4 separate regions of the Mus musculus genome follow, and all the other regions are linked to region 1. The links are chromatin contacts, called in public ChIA-PET and HiCAR-type maps. All regions are on one chromosome and are shown on one strand. Each heading gives the region's core, a stretch centred on a gene start, on an enhancer-like site or on the middle of the called end of the contact. The rest is flanking DNA. Distances are from core to core; before and after follow the strand shown. Region 1 holds the start of Slc25a30 (solute carrier family 25, member 30). Region 2 has its middle 54 kb from the start of Rubcnl. Region 3 holds the start of Lrrc63 (leucine rich repeat containing 63). Region 4 overlaps Lcp1 (lymphocyte cytosolic protein 1).

Region 1 (3,244 bases), core at 327-2,826:
GGGGCAGGGAAACTGAAGTGGGAAGACTCCCCCTGAATGTGGCCAATACCTTCTATCAGAAGCTGATATACAAGGAGCCCCAAGGGAAAACCCTTTGCTTGCTTGCCTTTGCCTCTTGCTAGTGAGCGCTTCTGTCATTGCTTCTAAATTCCTTTGCTGGCACCAGAACCAGGCTTCATTGGCTCTCCAAGATGGACTGAAGGCCATTGGTTCTACAGGAGCCTTGGCATCAGATTGGGACTACTGAGGCACCCAGGCTGCTGGTATGAGCAGCTGCCAGGTCCCCCAGCCTTTTCACATTGCAGGCAGCCATCCTTGGACTGACTACCCAGACCATATCATGTGAGGTGGCTGAATAAATCCCCTTTGAATATAGTCATTATATTGGTTCTTTTTCTAAAGAGAACCCAACTACACTGTTTTATGTTATGTGACACAATATAAAAGGAAACACACAGAAGAACTTTATAACAAAACTTTCCAAGGACAATCGGCAAGGACTATTGAGAACTGGTTTTGAGAACTGGTAGGCATTGTGCTGGAGAGCAGAGAGTGCTAGACGATAAAACATCCCCAGGACACAGAAGCAAGGGCTTCCAAGAAACAAACCCAGCAGTCCACATCCGTTTTCAATGCAAAGAGGAGGGGCTTTGTTGAGGAGATAGGAACCTTGAACAAGCCGCATCTTGCTCTATGCACCTTGCTCCGTAGGTAACAATGACAAACTGGCAGAGTGCATGTCCAGAAATGAAGGAAGTCTTGTGAATATCCGCCATTGTTCTAAAGGTTTCTAAATTTAATCACGAGGAAATAATCCCACGAATCCAGAACTTGACAAGACAATTGGTCTGGACCGCAACTATGCCAAAGTTAAGAAGAGTTTAGGAAACTAGAGGCTCCGGTCAGATTGTAAATAAATAGCTAATGAAAAAAAGAAAAAGAAAACGAGAGCTCTGGTTTAAGAAGTTTACGAGAGGTGAATTCAGATGCATTGGGTTGATTTTTAGTAGCTCCCGAGTTTCCTGTGCGCATGTGTGGATGACCTTTTGAGACAGCAAGGGGATATAAATATTATCATATTTATATGGGATATGATTGAAAATGTACTCAGTCTCTTGTATATGATAAGTGGTAATTTTTCAAGAGTTCGGTGTGAAAGGAATAGACACAGAAAGAATGCAAGAGTTGCGAAATGCTAGCGTTGGTGAGTCTGGGCTCTCAGTTTTCAGTCAGCACATTTCAAATTATAAAGCTCTATGTTAAAAACAGTGAACGCAAGATGATTCTTTGCGACTGCCGAGGTTCTGGGAGACACGGAGAAGCCCCTCTGAAGAAGAGTCTGTGGCTTCCCGGCTTCCCCTTCACAGACCGAAGGCAGTGGGGAGCAGCGAGCAGCCCGCAGCTCGGTTCCCAGCAGTGAGAGCCTGAGAACCCCAGTCTGGTTGCTTCTGGGACCCGCTCTTCCTGGGTCTCCTTGGCTGTGGCTGGAGGCGTGGCCTTGAGGGAGCCGGTGTCGACAGTGACCAATGAGAACGTGGTGTGGGCGTGTCCGGGCGAGAAGCGGGCGGAGCCGTTCCCGGCTTGGGCCGCGCCCGCCGTTCGGCGGCCTTTTCTTCCGCTCCCGCACCGAGGTGCTCCCAGGCGGCTGCACTGGCTCCGAGGAGTAGCAGGAGGAGCTCCGCCGCGGGGTGAGTTCCCGGCCGCGCTGCTGCCTTGTGGACCTGGCCAGAGAACCGCTGCGGCGGGTTTGCTCCGGGCTGAAGTGCGCTGGGGTTCGCGGGCTGGGGTTCGGTGGGTACGAGGTTCCGGAGCCCGGGCTCGCTCTGGGACCCGGGCTCGCTCCCGGGTTCTAGTGGTTCTGCGGGATCTGCGGAGGATGGCTGAGGGGGGCGTCCGGGAGGCTCAAGGGTTGCACCCTTTGCTGCGACACTTCTTCCTCCCACCGGTGTGCGCCCCTCCCATCCGTGGGCAGAGACGGTGCAGCTTCAGCACCCGCGAGCTCAGTACCCGGGATAGGGCTCTTCATCCATTGAATTGCTGGTGTAGGGCTGGGGATGTTGCTCAGTGGTTGAGCTATTTATTGTATACAGGGTCCCGGGTTCAATCATCAGCGTTGCTAAATAGGCGGTTAATAAACAATGTCCATTTTCTTTAAGGTAATGGGGCGCGCGCGTACACACACACACACACACACACACACACACAAATTGCTCGTGAAACAACAAGCTAGGTTGCTGCTTGCGAGTTCGCAAGAACCTGTCAAATGAATTGCTCGAAAAGTTAACGTGCTAATGCGTTTTAAAGGCTTTTTAGGTGTAATTTCAGGCAAAACACTCAGTAGTCAGGATTGTTCTTGCCTAAGAATAGCAAAACAATGCTAGAACGAACGCCCTTGTAGATTCTACATTCGGAGATGTGTTAGTGTGAAGCTGAAAGGCATGGATTTAGATCTTAGCAGTGGCACTGCCAACTTTTGTAACATGGGCTTAATTATCTCGTGAAAAAATGGTACTATTTCTAAAATGTTTTTAAAACACCATATTTCATAAGTATGTGTTGAGTTTGGTTTTTTCTTTTTTTTACCTGTACACTTAAAAAAAGATTCACCCAGTCTTATTTATGTGTCTGTGAGTTTATATGCGAAGTACTTTTGGAAGTCAGAATGCATCAGATTCTCTAAAACAGGAGTTCTAAGCAGGTGTGAGCCACTTGATGTGGATAGTGGGAATCGAACCCTGGTCCTCTGGAAGAACAGGCTGAGCCATCTCTCGGCCCCTCACTGTGTGCTTTTAATGAAGAATAGGAATAGGAAAGGCTTATGAAAAGACAGTGTAATGGGGGAGAGATTTATGAGAACACGAAGGGAAGAGTATGTGATTACGGTTTAAGACTGTACACTGAAAGAACAGACCAAAATGAAAATGATTTATTAATTATATAAGAGGAACTTGGAGAGCCCGCAGAAGTACTAGCAGTGCCAATTTTAAAGAATAATCGTACAAAGCAGTGAGTTTCATCACACTGACTTCATAGCTTTGTTTCTCATCCTACCCACCCGCCCCCTCCCTCCATCGACTGCCTGCCCAGTTAGAGCCCTTCTACTTTCTTTTTTTTCTCATTTTTTAAAATATTTTTTATTATGTATTTTCCTCAATTACATTTCCAATGCTATCCCAAAAGTCCCCTATACCCTCCCCCCCCCACTTCCCTACCCACCCATTCCCAATTTTTTGGCCCTGGCGTT
Region 2 (3,244 bases), core at 486-2,985, 720 kb after region 1:
GACTTCCCAAGTAGCCTTAGCTTCTTTCTGGTTCTTCGCCTCTCGGCAGGGCTGTCATGATCTCTCTTGACTCTCAATTTAAGATTGGACTGAGAAACGTCCAGGAGACTGATAAAGCACACCTCGGGCGGCGCCAGTGACGGCATTCCAGACATGTTTAGATCATGACTGCTCTGACAAGGGATGTATCAGACTCTCATACCATCGATGGTGCCGTTGGGAGGTGGTGAGCAGTGGGAGGTGAGGCGGAGCTGAAGGAAGCGGATCATGGGAGCCTGACCATTGGCGATAAGCTTGTCCTGGCACCTTCCCGCTCCTCCATGTTGCTTGCTTGGTTGCCTCGAGTTGAACAATTCTGCCCCACCACACTCTGTCACCACGAGCGCCAAAAACCTCAGAAAGTGTGAGTGAAATGAGGAATTCTTCTGTGTGGTAGTTTTATTTAGGTCACAGCAACACAAAGTCTGACTGGCACACTATCTAAACCACAGCCCATTCCATACCAGCCAGCCCCAAGCAATCAGGGTACCCTTTCATTAAGAACCAGCAAGGTTCCCATCTTCAAAGTCCTATGAAAACTAAACAGACCCAAATCCTAGTCTCAGCACAGTGCTCAGTGGGAGGCTGCTGAACACACTCTTGACACACAATTCCAGGTGCCTGAATGTTCCCTGGTCCTGAAGAAACACACTAGATTTATCCCCCTCCCTCAAAGGCATGTGTCATTCTCTTATTCAAAGAGATTCTTAATTTTTTATGACATTATCTCTAAATTGGACCCTGGCCTCTAATTTACATAATTTTCAGACATCTCAGGAAATCTATTTAAAAATCCAATGGGAATTGAGTGGGCGACGGGCTCCAAGGCATAGGTAGCCAAGCCTCCCTGGCTGTAACAGTTTTCTGGTTCACTGGCAGACAGGGCTCCAGGCCTCTGCGCCGACACACTGTAGCAAATTTCAACTAGAAAGACCTTTGATACTTTTTCATCAAAAATCATACCTAAGGATTGGCGGATGCTACCTGCTTCTCTCGCCACTCAGTGAAACACTTCAAGCTCACATCTCTGTTTTACAGGTAACTTTATCAAGTAAGGAAACAGCAGACCCTGAACAGCAAGATAACAGAGCGATACATAGAAGTGTGGTTGAGCCTCTGTTACAGAACGCTGGTTTCTTTCCGCAAACCTTTTGACCCCTCCAAGTTGTACCTTAGAAGGTGACATTATTCCCCTTCCCATCCTACTGAGCCTCCAAACTGAGTCGAATCTTGGAAAATATTGACTGATCCATTATGGAGGAAACAGTATCTCCATGTGGCTACTGGAATTTTTCTTATATTCAACTCCATTTTCTGGTAGCTTAACTTTATAAACTTTTTAAATTTTATGAAGCATAAATACAGCATGAATCCCACTAAGACATGACATCCTCTACTTGGGGCTGGCCTACATGGTTTGTCTTGAGGGGGAGGGGAGGGGACAAAAAGGGAGGGGAGGGGACAAAATGGGAGGAGAGGGGAGGGGAAAGGTTTTAAAGAAAGGGAAACCTTAATGTACCAATCCTTCCTCCTCCTGTGGCTTGTTGCAGAAAAGGGAACCCTCTGGTAGGCCCTGAGAAACTGGACAGTCGTTGGCTCTCCTCAACCTTCCTTACCGAGATACTGCCTCCGAGAACAGACATAGGTGACAGGAAACATGTGGGCTTGCATGTGTCAGAACTAGCTTGAGTCTTGCAGGTCTGTATGGTTGTCCTAGTGCAAGCCACAGTATTGTGTCCCAGCCATGACAGTAACTGTGTGAACCTCCATAAATAGTCACCAAAACCCAACACTTAAGTTTATTCTGAAGAAAGCAGGTCCACCAGTCAGGGGCTGAGCTCCCCACTACAGAGGGTCTGCTGTTCCCCTCCCCCCTTGCCATGCCGTTCTTAGGGCTTCCGCAAGTTGCATCAAGCAGGATGACTGATGGGTGTTGCAAGCAGTAGAAACCACAGTCTGCCAACCCCCGTGGCCCCTCCCTGCTGCCCTCCCTCAACCCTTTCCTGGCAAATAATATCTAATATCTGGTGCAGCACAAAAGATCAATGCCTTCTGCAACGATTGTGTCTCTAAAATTAGTGATCGGGCAAGGGAAGAAAAAAAAATCAAATTCCCAGCTCTTTTAGACTACATTTGAATTGTAAGTGCCATGGTCATCAAATGCAAACTATCATCTTTGGGTCCATCTGTAAACAGAACACCTTAAAGGAGGAAACAGCAGGCTAGGAGGAAGACACTGCAGAAGCAGCCTTCCTGCTTTGACCAGCTTGTTTTTCCAGAAGATTCTGCCAGTGAATACCATAACACTACCAAGGGGCTCTCCAAGGGGCGTGTCTTGAAAAGGCGATGAAGCAGCTGCTCTGCGAAGGCAGTCACACACTCAGATGGCAGGAGTTTCCTGTTGCTGCTGTAACAACCACAAACCAGTGGCTTCGAATGAATCACGACCTTAGCAGCTCACAACTCCGAAGCTCCGAAGCTTGAAATGGGGGTCTTGGGGTTAATGCTGGTGGGTTAGTGCTGGTGGTGGCTTCCCTACTGCATGGTCAGCTGACCAGAAATGTTAATTCAACCAGGAACTCCAGTTCCGTCAATTGCGGGTTGCATGACCTCAGCGCATGCTCCAGGGATTTGGATGTAGGTGTAGGGTGAGTTTGGGGTGGGAGCCCTTTCTGTCTGCCACAGAGGGACACTTTAGCCTTCACCCTCGCCCTCCACACCACCCTCTACTCCTCGCATACCTCACCATTGACGCCACCCCCACACCACGCCTCTTCACCCTCCACCCTCACCCACTCTCCACCCGACCCGTGTCGTCCCCCCCCCCCCTTCCTCCACACCATACTTCCTTCCCAAGGCAACCTGGCTGTTTTGGCAACATCTCTACTTCAGATGGAGCCTATAGGTGGCTCATCGGGGCCCCCTGCTGAAATGCATCTTCTCTGGGGCATTTCAGGGGTGGTCAGGATGTCGACTGAGGGCAGCTAACCTCTGCTTCACGAAGAAGCATCACAACCACGACTAACAGGGATTTAGTTCCTGCGGCATGAGCAGCCATCAGGACCCTCAAACTTCTGTGCCACCTTATGAAAATTATTTTTAATAACTCTCTGGGCAATTTGCTAATTATTTCAAGTTTCCAGGATTTCCAATATCTGTGAAAGACAGAATGAGGTCCACATGTTGGCCGCAGTTGGCTACGTAG
Region 3 (3,244 bases), core at 430-2,929, 660 kb after region 1:
GAGTGGAATGTAGGCTTTCACAATTTTATCCCATGCTTCTGTCATTCCCATGGAAAATGTGTAAGGTATGGTAGAATAGCTGACATGGGCGTAGAAGACTTATCAAACCAGGGATTTAATTTTCATTACTATTTCATTTCTCTAAATGGTTGGAACTATAGTTACAGCAATAGTTATAGAAAACAAAATACTGACAACTGCTGAGGTTACATATTAAACTGCCCTGGGTCTGGCATGGTAGTTGCCAAAAGAAACCTGCAAAGAATGACAAAGCATTTTTTTTTAATTAACAAATGCACTTGCCTTGATTTTTGACTATGCAAAGCTAAGCATACATTTGAAACACATCTGTCATTGAAACTGAATTCCAGTAGGTCTCAGCTTTTAAGAATAGACTGCCCACACCTTTATCCTTAAGAATAGAAACATTTCTGCTGTTTACAAAATAATGAACAATATACATTACTTGAGACAAACGTGGCCACCAGATTTGCCTTTCTGTCTGCTTCCTGTCTTTCAGGGAAACCAAGCAATGTAAAACAAACACAGACGAAAGTGAAATAAAATCCCTGGTTTGGAAAGGGTACCTAGTAAACAACAAAGTAATCTACATAACAAAACCACCAACCAACACACCACAGGACAACAGTTGTACAGCATTACCCAGATTCATCTTTAATTATTTTCCCATTGGTTCAAAATATATGCTTGCTCTTAGGAGAAAAAGGAAGACTTGGTTAGTAAACGAATCTAGAAGTCTCTGATTTCCCAAGGTGCTATTGAAATTCCCACACCCTTATTTAAGAAGAGAAACACTTAAGGGAGGTGACTGGAAGGAAGTGCCCCTTACTTGAATTCTCAGTTGGATTTTCCCGTCTCTGTAATAGGTTCTTTCCAGTTTTCGTTCTCAAATCTCCAGAGAAGCAAGCACATACAGGCAAACAAGCGCGGTATATCTACCACTGAACATGGAGACAGCACCAACACCGGTAATCACAGCCAACCACCGTGACAGTGAGACCTGGGTGTCCTTTTAAAGAGCTTTGGAACCACTCACTGCCTTACAGCTCTCGGTTCCCACACAGTTCCACTTCCACCAAGAACTTTAAAAACAGAAAGACAAACCAGGTTGCACCCAAGAGACAAGAAGGAAAACAGAACGTGCGATTTGGAGACAAGGGTTTTACTGCAAAATGAGTAACGGTGGCCAGCTGCCCAAAAGTGTAGCCGTATTAGAAAATGCCAACCCAGTCTCCAGACACCGGTGTCAAGTCATGGAGAAAAGTAAGTAAATAATAGTGGCCACTGTTTTAAGAGTAAGAATAGTAATAACGATTGTCACCACAGCCTTCCGTACAGCTACACGTGGAGCCACTCCTCCCGGCTCCACCACTTCAGCCTCCGGGCATCCTGCGCTGCCCGCAGCAGAATTAGGGGCCACTGGCCTAAGGTGGCGAAATCAGTGGGTGGATCGAGTGGGCGGGGCAGATGGGCGGGGCTCAATGCCCCGCCCCTAGTTCCCGACGTGCCCAACCCTCGTGCGCCTGCGCTTCTTACCGGGCTAGCTGGGGGGGGGGGGTGTGCGGGTGCGGGGGGGTGGGGAAGTGTTGGGGGGCGGGGACTAGTTGGTGGTCCTTACTATGAGCGTAATTCGGCTGTAGCAGGGCTTGGGGATGCTGCTAAAGGAGCTGCGTCCAGCACAAACATGGAATTAGACCTAACTGGAGACCTCGCTAGACAGTCACTGGCAGCCAGGACTCAGGGATAAAGGAGATGGACGTGGGAAATCTGGTCTGTGTGCTTGAAGGCAGGGTCCGTAGGAGCTGGACACTTGGGGACTGGGGGGTGGTGATGGGGTCTCCCCACCAACTAGAAAAGGAAACTTGTGGCGGGCGGGCACGCGCTACCAGCCGACAAATCAGGAGCGAGCGCTGGCCTGCAGTTACCTTTCGCGGGTAAACCGCTCTTCTGCACCGCACCAGGGTTCCCTGCCTGCCGGGCATTCCGCGGAGCTGCACTGTGCCAGGCACTTTTGAGGTTGCCCTGAAAACAAAGACTTATTTTGGGCGGTGGGGCGTGGGGGGGGGGGCGGAGGACAGCTGGTGTCCTTATTTCCCTATTCTCTGGGATTCCCCGCCATCCTGGAACATCTCATTGTATTAAAAAGCCTGTCTTATTTTGGAGTTGCATAATTATGGACAAATTAAGTCAGCTGAGAGTTAAAACAAGCCATCGCCATACAAGAAAACCGTTTGTGTATGGTTAGATACTGTGGGATTTCAGAGGCCTTTACCTTCTTTTTTTTTTTTTTTTCCAAAATCCCTTCTAAGTCTATACTGATAATATTTGGGAGGTAGTGAATGAAATGCCAATGCCTATATTGCAGGGAGAGAGGTCACCATTTACTGACTGAAAATAGCGTTGGCTGGTTGAATTTCATACTCACACGGGAAATGTTAGCAAGGTCTAGATTAATAATAGAATATGTTTTATCTATATTAATTATTAATCTAAATTTTTAAAAGAAACCACCCTTCCCCGTGTAGCCCAGGCTGACCCTCCTGTCTCAGGCTTTCAAGTGTTGGGCTTACAAATGTATTTCCCAACTTCTAATTTTAAGCAAATTGGAAAGCAGGGGGATTTGGCTCAGTGATATGGCCTTGCATGAGACCAGAGTTTCAATATCCAGTACAGAAAGAAAACGTTAAACTTTTTGAATGCCTCTCTGTCTTTCTTAAGCTCCATGCTTAAGCCTGTATTAAAAATATGCCATTTTAAAAGTACTTCAAAAATAAATTTTAAATGATTTTTTTTACTCTTTCCCCCCCCCCCCTCCTTACAATGCTAGCCTGCTTAAACTCAGTATCATAGCAACTCAGAATGGTTTCCGTAAGGATATTTTCTAAGTGATAACCACTTCTTTTCAGTAACGATTCGTTCTCAGGAAGTTCAGTTCTCACTTAACCAGCAGCTATGAAAAAGAGCATTTATCGCTCACTCAAAACCCAGCAGCATCCACTACTTCTGCGAAGACCCTTACCTCCAAAGCTCCCTAAAGTACCTTTATTAAAAAAGAAAGTTCGTATAGTACATACAGGTATGTACAGATATGTGTATTAACCTTGGTGTGTTTTTTTTCCATAGAAATCCCTTGCTTTACTTAATTTACAATCTCAGTAAAGACAGTTACTAATAGCCATACGGAAAAATGTTTATCATAAGGTGACAACAACCAAGAATCAGT
Region 4 (3,244 bases), core at 321-2,820, 610 kb after region 1:
GCTAGCAGAGTCGGCTGACAAATCAGTTATATATTTTGATGGACTCTAAATTCGACTTTTATTTTTGCGTTGCTCAGTACACGAACTGAGTCATCTTATTTCACTGGGTATCTGTGAAGTGGGAAACACCCCCCCTCCACCCCCCTATCAAAAAAAATTCCCGGGGAGAAAATTTACATTAATCTAAACAGTATCATCCTGCTATAACATCTACCATTAGTCATAAAGTCCAATGACTTTATAAAGCTTTTCAGCTCTTCTCAAACATGAGCTAAATGAGGAAATCTCTTAATTTTCTGATTTAGCTTTATTTTGAGATTTGATTGGTACATCCCCTATATGTGCAGAGGGGCCTGCAGTCCTCAGGTGAAAAAAAAAAAAAAAAAAGGAAAAGGCGACTTGAGAATTTTCTAAGAATACAGAGTGATTAAGTAATGTTCCTAACATGTGTACTTGCGTTCACTTCATAAACAAAGGCCTATCTGGGGAATTCAGCTTATGTAAGGATTGCTGGGTAGTATGCCTGTAACTGCATTTAAAATACAATGATGGACTGGTGTCATTTATTTCTGAAGTCTACAGTTACCGTATCATTTCTTATATTTCCCGAAGCCGTTGTCCATTTGGCGCTGTGAGGCTCAAATGAAGACTGGAGCCTTGGAAAAGGAGGGGAGCAAGCTCTGAGGACAATGACTGCCACGTGTCCCCTCAGAGCAGTCGCCACAAGGACTCAGGGAGCATGAAAGTAGGAAGTGAAATCGGAGGCCTTCCTGTTATGTAACGAATTCATTAAAAAAAAAAAAAAAAGTGACAACTATTCATTCCAGTCAATATCTTCAGCAGCCCTGTGCGCCGGCGGAGAGAGGGAACTCCGCTCTATATGTGCGACAGGACAGGGGGGAAAATATTAAGAAGATGCAACGCTGACCTGAAGGCAAAGCCTTAGGCAAACTTCAGTCAGTGGAGGAAGCAAGCTGAGGACCTGCCTTTCCAAGAGGCCCTTGAAAAGTCAGACAATTCAGGGGGAAGATCATTGAAGAAACAGCGAGAAAGAGTGAAACAGCATGGAACTTTCTGGTGGCTTGCGGTCTAGCGCGGCGCCCAGAACCAGAACGTGGGTTGGTAAGACGTGGGAGGGGGAGGGGAGAGGTTCAACAAGAAGGAAGTGGCATGAAAGAAGGCTGAGGAAGTGGGCTGAGGCAAATGCGTGAAGGCACCAAAAATTCTTAGCAAAACTGTTAATGAATCATCCCACCGTTACATGAAATGTGCCAAGGAACCTATTTATGAATATCAAACTCCTTTGGGGTGTCTGGCGATTTTTTTCCTTTCTCTGTCTTGAACACCTGTACACACACACTCTCTCTGTCTCTGCTCTCTCTCTTCTCCTTCACACACACACACACACACACACACACACACACACATTAGGCTTTTCGATGTGTCTCCAGGATGATAGCTTCTCCCAGCATGCTCCACGGAAGGCGGACCCTGCAGCCAGCACAGTCCCGGGGCACCCGAAATCCAGACCAACTCCTGCCCCACCCTGACCCTTGTGCCCTTGGACCTTAGGTAACTTCAGCTCACTCCCGATAGCTCAAGGCACTGGAGAGGATTCCAGGAAGTCATGTGGTTACACAAACTAAGCACTTAAAAGTAACCGCATTGGTGGCAGTCGGCTCTCCAGCTTTACACATTCCATATCCACAAACTCGATTAAGTTCAGATGAAACATTCTAAAAAAAAAGAGTTGGACGTGCACAGCCAGAATACACACTAACATTTTCCTTCTTACCACTCCGCCCCCCCCCTCCGCCCCCCAGGTCGATACAGTACAGGGTTCTACATTTGAGCGGCCTGAGCATGCGCATCTCTGAGGCCCTGCACAGGTCCCCTTCCTGTTCTAGTTTAAACACACGCGCGGGCCACCCTTCTCCAAACGGTTCTGAGGTAGAAGTATCAATCAGGTTAAAACACTGGGATCCTTTTTAATCTAACAGTCCTGACTGTTGCAAGGTACAACATACAAAGGAGACGAAGTTTAAAACACTCCTGCCAGACAGGGACTGCTAACGAAATGTCATCAGAGACCACTGCAAACTGCCACCGTAGAACCTGAGGTCCGGAAGAGCCCTCCCTCCCTCGTGCTGCTACCATGAGTAAGACGCTGTGCTCTGTAGGCAGGCATGGCAGGTGGATGCTTCAGCAAGCCAAACGTGGTTGGCACTAACTCTGCCATATTCAGTGTTATTCCTTCCCAAATGTAAGGGGGAAATGTTGACAAGCCTTCACAGCATTTTTTTTTAAATTACATTCTTATTACTATCTCTGATGAAAATCTTTGGAGTACGTTTTTTTTCCCCCTAGTATTTTCTGGACCTTAAGCCTCTCCTCCGGAGACCCCACTGTTTTTTGGGTTAGTTTTACTTTTTGCCTTGAAACCAGCCAGGCAGATGAGTACTGCAAGTAAAGAAAGATTAATGGCCAGACACCAAAACTTCCAGAAATTCACTCTTCATAGAAAAAAGTGGTGAATTCCATTTAAATTTAGCTATGCAGACATCCTTTTTTAAAAAGTTCATTTAATAGAAGCCAATTACAGTAAATTCTTGGTAAATTTGACCTCAAGGTGTGTGTTGACAAGTCATCACTTTTTTTTTCTTTTTCTTGTTTTGGTTTTTTGTTGTTGTTGTTGTTTGTTTGTTTGTTTGTCTTGCTTCTGATTTTGGTTTTAAGTTGTCCTGCTAGAGTGGTTTCCAACAGTTAGAAACACAGGTTTTCACCATGTGTGCAGGACAGTGTATATGTAACATCAGTCCTGGGCTTGACTGACAGTTCTAAATGAATACAAGCTGAGAGATGGTACAATACTTCGAGGCTATATGCTTCAGTCGCTTAAAAGAATTCCCTGTGTAGACAGGACCTTTCCTCCAAAATGTAGAGACATTCATTTGCATGGCCTTCAGCCTTAACAAATAATCCAGACAGCCCTACAAGAAGTAGCAGAAGCCAGCAACACAATTGCTCTTGTTTTTTGGAGACTGAATGGAGAAGACCTCTCATATTTTGTGTAGTCAGAAAACATGGGCATTAAAAACCTCATTGTCAAAAATCACTCACACTGCCAGGCCACCCTTGGTAACATACGACCTAAGATGTTAACATATCCACCAACTGACTCTAAGGAAGATTTAAAAAAAAAAGGAAAAACAACCACAGAAGCTAAAATTAAACCACCTCCATT

Evidence for each region. ChIA-PET counts read pairs in DNA pulled down with a chosen protein or histone mark. HiCAR-type assays count read pairs that join an accessible place to other places.
Region 2: an RNA polymerase II ChIA-PET map of effector CD8 T cells shows a contact between it and region 1, with 11 read pairs. The contact joins the enhancer-like site here to the promoter of Slc25a30 in region 1. A contact is called at or near these places in 1 of 484 Hi-C or Micro-C datasets (cerebellum), 4 of 115 datasets of contacts at active chromatin or transcription factors (astrocytes, bone marrow-derived macrophages, effector CD8 T cells and 1 more) and 1 of 9 other capture datasets (liver).
Region 3: a HiCAR-type map of astrocytes shows a contact between it and region 1, with 3 times the contacts expected there. The contact joins the promoter of Lrrc63 here to the promoter of Slc25a30 in region 1. A contact is called at or near these places in 1 of 39 promoter capture datasets (cranial neural crest) and 2 of 115 datasets of contacts at active chromatin or transcription factors (astrocytes and memory CD8 T cells).
Region 4: an RNA polymerase II ChIA-PET map of memory CD8 T cells shows a contact between it and region 1, with 590 read pairs. The contact joins the enhancer-like site here to the promoter of Slc25a30 in region 1. A contact is called at or near these places in 5 of 115 datasets of contacts at active chromatin or transcription factors (bone marrow-derived dendritic cells, bone marrow-derived macrophages, embryonic stem cells and 2 more).

Annotation. Positions count from the first base shown.
Region 1 is chr14:75,785,369-75,788,612 of GRCm38.p6, reverse strand. It overlaps Slc25a30 (solute carrier family 25, member 30), which reads left to right and starts at 1,576. Exons shown (of 10, transcript NM_026232.3): 1 at 1,576-1,688.
Region 2 is chr14:75,068,217-75,071,460 of GRCm38.p6, reverse strand. No RefSeq gene overlaps it. Among named protein-coding and RNA genes, the nearest start is that of Rubcnl, 54 kb to the right of the region's middle. Within about 2 kb of position 1,735, at least 123 of the 459 cell types and tissues checked have an H3K27ac peak or open chromatin away from gene starts, as enhancers often do. A contact at or near this core is called in bone marrow-derived macrophages and effector CD8 T cells, where this site is marked.
Region 3 is chr14:75,129,318-75,132,561 of GRCm38.p6, reverse strand. Lrrc63 (leucine rich repeat containing 63) reads left to right here and starts at 1,679. Exons shown (of 10, transcript NM_027581.1): 1 at 1,679-1,791; 2 at 2,928-3,097. The coding sequence starts at 2,974. It also overlaps a transcript of Lcp1 not described here.
Region 4 is chr14:75,177,352-75,180,595 of GRCm38.p6, reverse strand. All of the region lies in intron 2 of Lcp1 (lymphocyte cytosolic protein 1), which reads right to left. Among named protein-coding and RNA genes, the nearest start is that of Gm15628, 42 kb to the right of the region's middle. Within about 2 kb of position 1,570, at least 161 of the 459 cell types and tissues checked have an H3K27ac peak or open chromatin away from gene starts, as enhancers often do. A contact at or near this core is called in bone marrow-derived macrophages and memory CD8 T cells, where this site is marked.